2 separate regions of the Pan troglodytes genome follow, and region 2 is linked to region 1. The links are chromatin contacts, called in public Hi-C maps. All regions are on one chromosome and are shown on one strand. Each heading gives the region's core, a stretch centred on a gene start, on an enhancer-like site or on the middle of the called end of the contact. The rest is flanking DNA. Distances are from core to core; before and after follow the strand shown.

What was found. A called contact is a pair of places that touch in the nucleus more often than the background predicts.
Region 2: a Hi-C map of stem cell-derived neural progenitor cells shows a contact between it and region 1, with 3 times the contacts expected there. The contact joins the promoter of AFAP1L1 here to the promoter of SH3TC2 in region 1. A contact is called at or near these places in 3 of 7 Hi-C or Micro-C datasets (blood, induced pluripotent stem cells and stem cell-derived neural progenitor cells), 1 of 1 datasets of contacts at active chromatin or transcription factors (stem cell-derived excitatory neurons) and 1 of 1 other capture datasets (stem cell-derived neural stem cells).

Annotation. Positions count from the first base shown.
Region 1 is chr4:146,868,800-146,874,297 of NHGRI_mPanTro3-v2.0_pri, reverse strand. SH3TC2 (SH3 domain and tetratricopeptide repeats 2) reads left to right here and starts at 2,860. Exons shown (of 17, transcript XM_063810804.1): 1 at 2,860-3,197. ABLIM3 (actin binding LIM protein family member 3) reads right to left here and starts at 2,827. Exons shown (of 24, transcript XM_001162953.5): 1 at 2,650-2,827; 2 at 2,196-2,295. The coding sequence starts at 2,208. LOC134809985 (a long non-coding RNA gene) reads right to left here and starts at 2,183. Exons shown (of 2, transcript XR_010157035.1): 1 at 1,515-2,183; 2 at 1-864.
Region 2 is chr4:146,999,221-147,004,718 of NHGRI_mPanTro3-v2.0_pri, reverse strand. AFAP1L1 (actin filament associated protein 1 like 1) reads right to left here and starts at 3,240. Exons shown (of 19, transcript XM_518027.6): 1 at 3,114-3,240. The coding sequence starts at 3,129.

The sequences.
Region 1 (5,498 bases), core at 1,611-4,110:
AGCTCTGTGCTTGCTGTGTCCCCCAGGTGTCTGTTTAGAGAAGCACTTCCTCCTGGGGGGAACCCGGAGGGCTTCCAAGGCTGCTGAGCCATTCTCTTCTGTTCATTTTCCATTACTGCAAAATTCACACACTCTCCCTGCTTATAAAAAGTAGTGGCATTTTTGCCAGTCCTCATATTCTGCAGTATCCAACTCTATTGATTCTTTTTTCTTTTCTTTCTTTCTTTTTCTTAAAAGAAGGATAGTCTGTTTCCTTCTTTCAGGAATACTCAGTGTTACTAATAGGACAAGAGTTCCTTAGCATTCCAGAGAGAGAAAAGGGCAGAGTCAGTTGCCTGTTTCTTTTCTTAGTTCCTTGAAAAATAGATGAGCCATCTTTCTTTTCTGTCACTTAGTGGGAAAGGACTCTCATAAATACATTTTTTTTTTCCTAGAGATAGTGAGAAGTGACAGGCAACTCACATCTTTATTTGCCTGAAAACATGCAAATGCAAACATGTGACCCACTAGCTGATAGAGGCTACAGGATTTTCCTCTTTTCCTGAGCCTGGTATGAAGCCAAAACACCATTCCAGCCTGTCAAAATCAAAAGGCAAAATTCTTTGGCTGTAAGAGGCAGAGGGAGTCCAGCCACACTCGCTAGCTTAGCATAGATATGCAATACACAAAGGAAGACAGCAGAGAGATGAATCATACAAATACGTAGTAAATAAATATATTTTATTTTCATCTCAGTAGCTTTTGCTTTTTTTTTCTCTTCCTTGCTAGGAGGTGGGGGTGGGGTGGGGTGTGTGAGGAAATAGTAGGTTTTGGCTGGATACAGCTTCAATAAGGTCTTGATAGTTCTGGCCTTGTTGCTCAGCTCTAGTTTTTTAAGAAAAAAAGTGTAGATTCTTAGATTAGAAGGCTTTCTTTTATTATTATTATTATTATTATTATTTGAGACAGAGTCTCACTCTGTCGCCCAGGCTGGAGTGCAGTGGTGTGATCTCGGCTCACTGCAACCTCTGCCTCCCAGGTTCAAGCAATTCTCCTGCCTCAGCCTCTTGAGTAGCTGGGATTACAGGCCCACACCACCACACCTGGCTAATTTTTGTATTTTTAGTAGAGACGGGGTTTCATCATGTTGGTCAGGCTGGTCTCGAACTCCTGACCTCGTGATCCACCTGCCTCTGCCTCCCAAAGTGCTGGGATTACAGGCATGGAACACGGTGCCTGGCCGATTAGAAGGCTTTCTAATTCAACCCCTCTCATCATACAGATGAGCAGTCTGAGATGCAGAGAGCGGACTGATAACAAAGTCATAGACCCAGGGAAGTGACTGTTCATAGGGGTTCTCTGGTTCAACAGCCCTATGCGATGCTGGAATAACCTAGACAGGCCAAGCTGACAAGAGGGCAGGAGAGTGAGTCTGGAACCAAGATATGCCCTCCCAGGTCACAGCGCTACATTGAAGAGAAACAGACTGTGCCTTCTTGAATTTCGGACTGCATTCTCAGTAGCTGAGGCCCTACCTGGCAGCAAAATATCTGGTCCTGGCTCTGCAAGCAGTTGTTGCCTCTGGCATGTTAGAGCCCTTGGCCAAAGGGCTGTTCCTGTCTTCTTGTTCTCAAGGATAGCTAACCAGCCTGCAGGTACATAGAGAAACCAGCCCTGGGCCCACCGGGCTGCAGGCACTCGGGAGCTGGATCTTTCATAATCTCCAGACCCAAAGGTGGCTTGGCGATGATTTGTTTATCAAACTGCAGCTTCCCAGCCCACTGCCTGCCCACACCCACCTACCCTCCCGCCTGCCCACAGGCCAGCCTCCCTGCTCTTCCCACCTCTGGGACAGGCAGGGCCCTCCATGGTTTTCCAGATGTGTGCAGGGAGTTCTCCTCAGAGCCCCCACAGTCAGACAATGGCCACACACTGCTTCCTAGGCCTTCCCAGGCAGTGCTAGAAGGAGACGAGCAGCCTTCCCAGCAGAGGCGGCCGGCGCCGCTGATAAAATATTGGCAAAATTATCACGAAAAGCCAGAGTCATGAAGCTATCCCTCTGCCAAGGAGCACGGAAAGCACCAAAAAGAAGCCTGGGGGTCATGTGTCCAGAGATGCCAGGCTTCCTTCCTCTTTCCAGGCAGCCCGAGCGCAGGCTCCCTCACCTCCCGCCCCCACCCCTGTTCCCATGGCAAAGGAGAGGAGGATCCACTTACTGCTAGTGTTCATGGTGATGTCTTTGCACTGGGTCTTTCATTCAATACGGAGGCCCCGGCTGCTTTTTAAATCTTCCGTTCTTCGAACCTCACTCATCACCTGGGGGGTGAAAAGGCAGTCCAGTGCCAGCTCTGTATCCTCAGGTGCTCTCTCTCCCTCTGCTGTCCCCTCTCTGTCTGGGCTGTAGCCCCTGGCCTTGAAGGCGCGTGGACTAATAGGTGCAGGTGAGAGCAAGGAGAAGGAGGCGGCAGGACACCAGCGCCCCGGTCCTCCTGCTCCTCAGATTGGAATCCCGGGCAGAAGTGGGGTTGGCAGCGCCTGCTCGCGCGCACCCCGGACTATTCCTGCCCAGCGGCTCCGGAGCCCAAAGGGGGTGTGGACCACAGGGAGGCAGGGCGGGGGCAGCGCGTCCCCGCCCGGCTTCAAGGAGCAGCGACCCGCCCCGGAACCCACCTCTCGGCCAGTGTCGGGAGCCAGAGGCCCCTGCCCCGGCCCCTGCGACTGATTTCATGAATCCTGGTCCTCGTCTGGGGTCTCGAATTCCAGGGCTAGCAATGCGAAATAGGGGAGCTCGACATCCATGATGCGGGCTCGCGGGTTGGCAGCGCAGGGGGCGCGGCCGCTCGCTGCTGCCACCTGCTGGACGCACCGGCGCGTGTCCGAGGCCCCGCCCCGCCGGGCTTCTGCCCGGGCCCTAGGGTGTGATGGGAGATGGACGAGGCCTTGTGAGACGGACGAGGCCTTGTGTCCCGGGACCAACGAGGGAGTGCTTGAGCGCTTGTATTCCCTCCCTCGATCCTGGGGGTCTAAGGGCTCGACAATGATAGGAAAAGAAACATCATTAGGAGGGGCCGTGAAGGAAAACCTGGCTTTGCAGGAAGACAGTTTCCACCCGGCCCTGCTCTGGCAAGCTTGACGCAGTCTAGGCCCAAGCCGGTCACTACCGTCGCTGCCTCATCTTTCTCAACTATGAATATGGCGTCTGGACAAGTGGATAACATGTAAGGGGCTCTTCCAGCCTCCCAGCGTTTATGTCCCCTCTTCCCTCACAGATTCCCTTTATCCTCTATCGCTGATTCATCATTAGAATTGTTTATTACCTCTCTTCCCCACGAGAACGTTAGCTCCGTGAAAGAATGGGTCTGTCCGTAGGGTTCACCTACAGGCCCCCAATACCTAGCACAGGGCCCGGCATATACTGGCTACCAATAAATATTTGTTGACAGAGCAACCCAGACATTTTCTGGGTTTAATATTACACAGCCCTAAGAATAGACTGCCTAGGCGCCCCACCCTGAAACACTTCCCCGTCTGAGGAGAACAGCAGGTATGTGGCCTCACAGGTCCACCCTAGTTTTCGTATGGGCAACTAACTCTTCCCCCAAGTTGTTGTTGTTGTTGTTGTTGTTGTTTTGTAATTATGTCTTATACGTGTGTATTGTAGAAGTTTATATTCCAAAGTGTTTTAGTCACAATTGATTCAGTGGGGTAGGGCTCTTTACATTCCTGTGACTACTTTGTCACTTTCTGAACCTAATTCACGATCATAGAAGCATGACTTTTGAGTGCTGAAAAACAAGACTGAGAGGGCGCATGATCCTTGTCTATGGCATGACTTCAATTAGAGCATGTGCAGACTCAAAAGGCTGTGAACACTCACAGCCCCAGCTTAGACAAGGAAGCAGCGGGTCAGAGAGGCTGGGCAACGTGCCCTAAGACACACAGCATCTTGTGGCAGAATCGGACCAGATCTTCTCACTTCTAGCTTGATCCTGTGTGAGAGTGGCTCAGTGCACGAAAGTCTGGGATATCAGTGTGAGATTAGATAGCCGCCCTATTAAAATTGGGGAAAGACAAATACGATGTTTTTATACAATGCTTTTAGATAAATACAATGTTTCTACCTTACGCAGGAAGGAAAAAAAGGATATGGCTCATGACCCCGAGAAGTGATCAGGATTAAAGAATCTTTAGATAAACCTAAGGATCAATAGATTTGAAACACATTTGATAGATTGTTAAGAATTTTGTCCACATGTTCTCACTCATAAGTGGGAGTTGAACAATAAGAGCACATGGACACAGGGAGGGGAACATCACACACTGGGGCTTGTTGTGGGATAGGGGACTGGGGGAGGGATAGCATTAGGAGAAATACCTAATGTAAATGATGAGTTGATGGGTGCAGCAAACCAACATGGCACATGTATACCTAGGTAACAAACCTGCATGTTGTGCACATGTACCTTAGAACTTAAAGTATAATAATAATTTTTTTAAAAAGAATTTTGTCCAATGGGGTGGAGGTAAAAATAGCCCTAATGTCCTCACGGTCGTTCTTAAAATTTTGTATCGATAACAAACGCCTGAGATACCTCCAAAAATGCAGATTCCCAGGCCCTGGACTCCCTTGCTCAGCATTTGAAACAAGCATCCCAGGTGATTCATAGACAGCTCTTTGAAAAGGGTAGAGCCCTAAAATAGCTTTGAAAACATAAGTGATTAGTAAATATTTAAATTATTCCACTTTATGTGTCCTCTACATTTTCAGATGGGATTCCTTGTTCAGTTTCCAAGTTGCAGGTAACTTGCTAGATTCTAATGCTTGGAAAAACATTTTTCTGGGAGAAAGTTCAGATAAATTAGACATGTAAAATTAACTGTTCTATTCCATGAGCATATTTAGTTATCACCCAAAGCCTCAATGTTCAGAAAATTTCAAATTATAAGAAATAGTCAAATGAAAGCATGATATTCATTCATTAGTTCATTCACTCAGCAATTATTTATCGAGGGTATGCTTTGTGGTAGCCCCAGTGCTGGCTTCTAGGGATACCGTGGAGAACAGCACAGACAAGAGCTCTACCCAATAATGGATGATTGCAGAAAAAATAAAAAATAAAGAAATAAAAAGAACTCCAACCTCATAAGCATAAATCCAATCCTGGGACAGCGGGGAGACAATTAACTAAGCAAAATATAAATTAGCTAAACCCGATGGTGGCCTGGGGAAGAGCCCAGGTGCCGTTTCCAGCCTTCCTGACTTTTAATCTCAGCTTCATCACTTTCTAGCTGTCTCACTTTGGGGAAGATACTTAGCCTCTATAAGCCTCAAAGTTTTCATCTGTACAAGGGTACAACCACAGTGCCTACCTTTTGGATTGTCGTATATATTAAAGGACTTAGTGTAATGCATGACAAATAAAGGCTGGTTGCATACTAATTATTAATATCACCCCTCACTTATACCTGCCCTCAGTGACAATGCTGTCATTTTCTACTTATGGAAATCTGTTGGGCTT
Region 2 (5,498 bases), core at 1,991-4,490, 130 kb before region 1:
AGTTTGATGATTTCAGTTATTATCGTGAATACCAATGTGTGGTTTTCTTCCCTAGTCAGCTGGGCATGACAGTCCCATCTCTCACATGGTAGGCAGGAGGCTGAAATGAGACCTGTGCTTCTTAAGCCTTCCCTGATGACAGAAGAGAGTGCACACCTGCCTGGGAACAGGGGTACAAGAAAGGTCTGCTGGAATACTTTTTTTTTTTTTTTTTTTGAGACGGAATCTTGCTGTGTCGCCCAGGCTGGAGTGCAATGGCTCGATCTCGGCTCACTGCAACCTCCACCTCCCAGGTTCAAGCGATGCCTCCTCTCCTGTCGCAGCCTCCCGAGTAGCTGGGATTACAGGTGCCCGCCACCACACCCAGCTAATTTTTGTATTTTTAGTAGAGATGTGGTTTCACCATGTTGGGCAGGCTGGTCTCGAACTCCTGACCTCAAGTGATCCACCCACCTTGGCCTCCCAAAGTGTTGGGGTTATGGGCGTGAGCCACGGTGCCCAGCCTGGAATACTTTAAGTCTCATGTTTTATCTTAAAAATGCATGCAGATTTTTCATTCTGATTCATAAACGGTTGTGTTTGCAATTATTTATCAGAGTAGAGAACTGAGGAGCCAGACAGTTAAACTGATCTTGTGTGCCCAGCCACAAGACCACTTTACTTGAGATGGCCTTTGTAAGTCACCAAGAACTGATCTGAGTATACTTAGTACTATTCTCAAACTGATTACTTGTACAGCAATGTTGATTTTTAAAAAGAGAATACTACTAAGTATTGCTGTACAAGTAATCAATTCGAGGTGCACTATAAAGTGTGTTGTATTTTACTAATTAAACCACTGTTGGAGCTCCTCACGGTGCACTATGTGCCAGGTGCAGTGTCAGCAGATTGATCACAATAGATCCACTCCTTGCCTTCCTGAAGCTTACTTCCGGGTAGGGAGGCCGACACTAAAGAGTCAGATAACTATGTCTATAAAGTTGCGACAAGAGGTGTAAAGAAAGATAGCAGACTAGAAAAGCCTGCAGGGAGAGAGCAGGTCAGAGCCCTCCTAGGCTCTCAGCACCAAGGGATTCCTGGGAAGTCTGACTTCCTAGGAAGAGTGCTCTGGAGGCAGCCTTCTGACGTGGAGGTTGTTGGTTACCAAGCATTTAAAGTGAAGTGAACTATTGTCACTCTGTCTTAGGATGACACAGTGCACTTTCCACAGGCCTGGGTAGGCCTAGGTATGGATTTTTGTACTGGAGATCAGACAGGGTGGTATTTAAAAACTGGTGGGGAGTAGGGGTGGTGGAGAGGTGGGGGAGGTGGCGGGCGACTAGGAGTGTGAAGGGGAGGGTGGATGGTGGTATTTGCTTTAGACGCATTATGCAGGAGGTGGGAACAGCAGGACTGAGGGGTGTGAGAGGTGCCTCTTCTCTCTGTTTTTCCTCCCTGATATACACTCTTCACACTTGCCTAGAAATCAGTTAACAGGTGAGAACTGCTTTACAAATCTAGGCCTCAGTTGCTAAAGAACCAAACAGAAGCCCACTCTCTTTCCTGCCTGCCCTTCCCAGTCCCTGAAGGAGAAGGTGAATCCAGTATTCTGTGTTGGGGAGGGGCCAGTGAGGAGGTTGACCTGGAAGCCAGGACTCCCCTCTGGCCCTCTGAGCTCGCCAAGCCTGACTTTCCGTTTAACAGGAGTAAGGGAGGTTACCCCACACCTGCTCCCGGCTCATCCCTGCCCCAGTGCCTGCTAATTGCTCCCATGCCCCTGTTCCCTTCTTTTTTTCCTCCCTTCGGGGGCTCAGCACAGCAAACAGGCAGATGGGGGAGAGGTGTGAGATTATCGTGGGGAGGGGAAGGAATTTTCCATTATTAATAACAACAACAACAACACTTCGCCTGTTGGCACAGCACTCACTAGTTTATCTAGTGCCTTCACACCTGTGATCTCTTTGGATCCCAGAGGTGCAGACTGAAACCCTGGGGTTCTGATTCCCAGCCTCTGACACTGTTCACATGTCCAAGCAGGCCACTTCTTTACAGACACACACATGCCCATCTGGCCATTGCCAAAGGCCATGTCTAGACCTTTACTTAAAATGTGCGCTGCCAGGCGCGGTGGCTCACGCCCGTAATCCCAGCACTTTGAGAGGCCGTGGCCGGCTGATCACCTGAGGTCAGGAGCTCCAGACCAGCCTGGCCAATATGGTGAAACCCCGTCTCTGCTAAAAATACAAAAATTAGCCGGGTGTGGTGGCGCATGCCTCTAATCCCAGCTACTCCGGAGGCTGAGGTAGGAGAATCGCTTGAACCCGGGAGGCGGAGGTTGCAGTGAGCCAAGATCGCGCCACTTCACCCTAGCCTGGGCAACAAGAGCGAAACGCCGTCTCAAACAAAACAAAACAAACAGAAAAAAATGTGCGCTAGCCCCCTACGAATGCTGCCCTCTCGGCTCATGTCAATCTCAATTTCAGTAAGTCCCTTCCACTTCTGTGAAACGTCTACCAAATACACTGGAAAAGGGTCGGCAAGGTGCCTTGGAGACCATCTAATCCAACTTTGTCGCTGGTCCAGAGAGAAGGGCTGGGCCGAGGACACAGCTGGTGCGGGATAGAACCACCCCCGCCTCCTCCCTGCCTGGCGCACACAGGCATGCACACGCGCGCCTGCTCACGGCGCTCCTCCTTCTCGCAATGCCCTAGGCAGCTGCAAACTTCGGTCCCCTGGAGCTTCTCCCTAGGGGCTGCCCACAGCGGGTGTTTCGGGAGTTGAACCTGTACACCTTGTTTTACCCTTTAGAGTGGAATGAGGTGGGAGGAGCTCGCTGTCCTCCGGAAACTAGAGGGGGATCTTTTATGAAGTTACAAATCCTTAGCCTATGAAAACTCTGATTTCACACACAAGAGGCGAGTTGGCCCCAGGACACGGGCGTTGACACGCACCGGGTTGTCCCGGCAGCCGGAGGCACCTTTGCATAAGCGCCGCGTCTCCCAGTCCCCTCCGAGCGTTCCTCAGCCCCCGCCCCACCGCCCGCCTCTCTCCCTCCTCCTCTCCGGCTTCAGATCGTCCAGTCTCCCTTTCCCGCCCGGCGCAGCAACAAGTGCAGGCGTCGCGGCCCCTCTTACCCTGGCCTCGGTCCATGGCGCCGGCCCGGTCCCCGGGGAGCGGGCCGCAGGGCGCAGGGGCTCCGGCGCGGCTGGTGGCGGCCGGCGCGCTGCGCTCTCAGGCCAGCCCAGCGGCCGGCGCTCTCTGCGGTCCCCTCCCCCAGACAGGATGCTCGCCGGCAGCCCCCGCCCCGCCCGCGCCCGCGCCCGCCCCTCAGAGCCGCTCCCGGAATAGACCCGAGCACGCCTCGCCCCCTGGGCCGCAGCCCGCTGTCCCGTGGTGCCGCACACGCCCGCGCCGCGCCCTGCCGCTCGCTCGCCCTCCGCGGCGCTCCCACTTGGGCTTGGAGGACCCTTTTCCCCGTCCGCACGCTTTCGTTCCCGCGCCCGCGCGGCCTGCCCCAGCCCGGACCCAGGAGGTGTGCGGCTTTGCTTGCACTCCGCTAGCGATGGGGTCTTACCACCGCACCCCTCAGCCGGCTCCATGCCGGAATGCGGAGACTGTTGGAGCGCGTTTTTATCCTATGGAATCAAAACCCCCTTCCCTGCAGCCGCCACCCATTTCCTGGCTTTGGGCTTGTCTTCTCCATTCGCCGCGGGTCTTTCTTGAGCACCTTCTAAGCCAGACAGAGGGCCCGCGGCGATGCCGGTGCAATGTCAGTGGTGTTGCGAAAGAGGAGTTAAATAATAACAAAGATCTTCAGAAAGAAAAGCATCTGGGAAAGGGAGAAAGAGAGGCTTGCTGAAAGGTGGGCAAGGGCTTGGGACACTTTCAACTTTTGAGGTTCCTTGTGTACTAAAACGTGAAAACATAACGAGGATCTGGGAGAATTCAGAAAAAGAATAGAGAAATGAATAACACGTGAAAACATGCAAAACAGGGTGATAAAAAATGTGGAAATGAATACTTTTAGCATACAAAATACAGTGCAATATAAGTGTACTTTTCGCAAGATGGTAGAAAATATTGCTATGACCAGTGTGGAACAGTAATGGGATCTAAGTTTAAAGCTGTATGAAGAATGTCAACTTCTTCACCTTATTGGTATATCCCTGTGAAAATAGGTCTCACTCATTTATACACAATATCAAATGTCTGACTTTAAGACCCTTCATAAAGTCCAGGACCAATTGTTCTCCTAGACACTGCTCCTCCCACCATGGGCCAGGCCATGGTTTTCAGCTTTGAGCTGACCACTGTTCCCTACTTAGAACATTCTGGAACAGGGAACAGCTACCACAGAGGTATGGAGGCAACAAAAGGCCTGGGAAAGACCCTCCTGTACTTTCCTGGACTGGGAATATTTTCTTTTCTTCTTATTTTTTTCTTGAAAAGTCTCCCTTTGTCGCCGAGGCTGGAGTGCAGTGGCGCGATCTCGGCTCACTGCAACCTCTGCCTCCCGGGTTCAAGCAATTCTCCTGCCTCAGCCTCCTGAGTAGCTGGGATTACAGGCGCCCACCATCACTCCGGGCAAATTTTTGTATTTTTAGTAGAGACGACGTTTCGCCATGTTGGCCAGGCTGGTCTCGAACTCCTGACCTCAGGTGATCCACCTGCCTCGGCCTCCCAAAGTGCTGGGATTACAGGCGCCAGCCACCGCGCCTGGCCGGGAATATTTTCTCTATTGCTTTTATGGGCAAATTAAAATTAACATTTTCTTAAAATATTGCATCAGTAATTTACTGTGTATGTATGTGAGCACTCAGACCAAATGTGATGTTGTGAACAGTGTATGAAAACTTGTGCATGGCTCTTGTTCTGTTAGTTTGGTGCAAAAGTAATAGTGGTTTTTGCCACTGAAAGTAATGGCAAAAAACGCTATTACTTTTGCTCCAATCTAAATACTACATAGTATAATAACTTTTCGTCAATGAGGTTTTCTTGCTCATCTGTGCTATGGGAAGCCTCATACTGTAAGTCCTCACAGGAGTGTTGGTAGGGCAAATGAAATAATACAAACCCACTTTATAAACCACAAACAGCTATAAAATATGAGCCATTATTATTTTCTGAGTTCCTTTTTGTTGCTGTCCCCTTTTCCAATTTGAAAAGGTCAGTTTCAATTCTAAAGCAGCCAACCAACAATTTACCAGTGGATTAAGTTTTAAAAGTTTATTGTTTGAACTCTGAACACTTGGAAACAAGGCCATAAATTGTATTTTATTTTATTTTTTAATTATTATTATTTTTTTTTTTGTATTTTAGTAGAGACGGGGTTTTACCATGTTGGCCAGGATGGCCTCGATCTCCTGACCTCGTGATCCACCCGCCTTGGCCTCCCAAAGTGTTGGGATTACAGGCGTGAGCCACCGCGCCCGGCCTCTCATAAACTGTATTTTAAGTTCTCAGGCTAGCTCACTAATTCTTCTAAAAACATAATATTTCATTTGAAATAATTTAGAAAA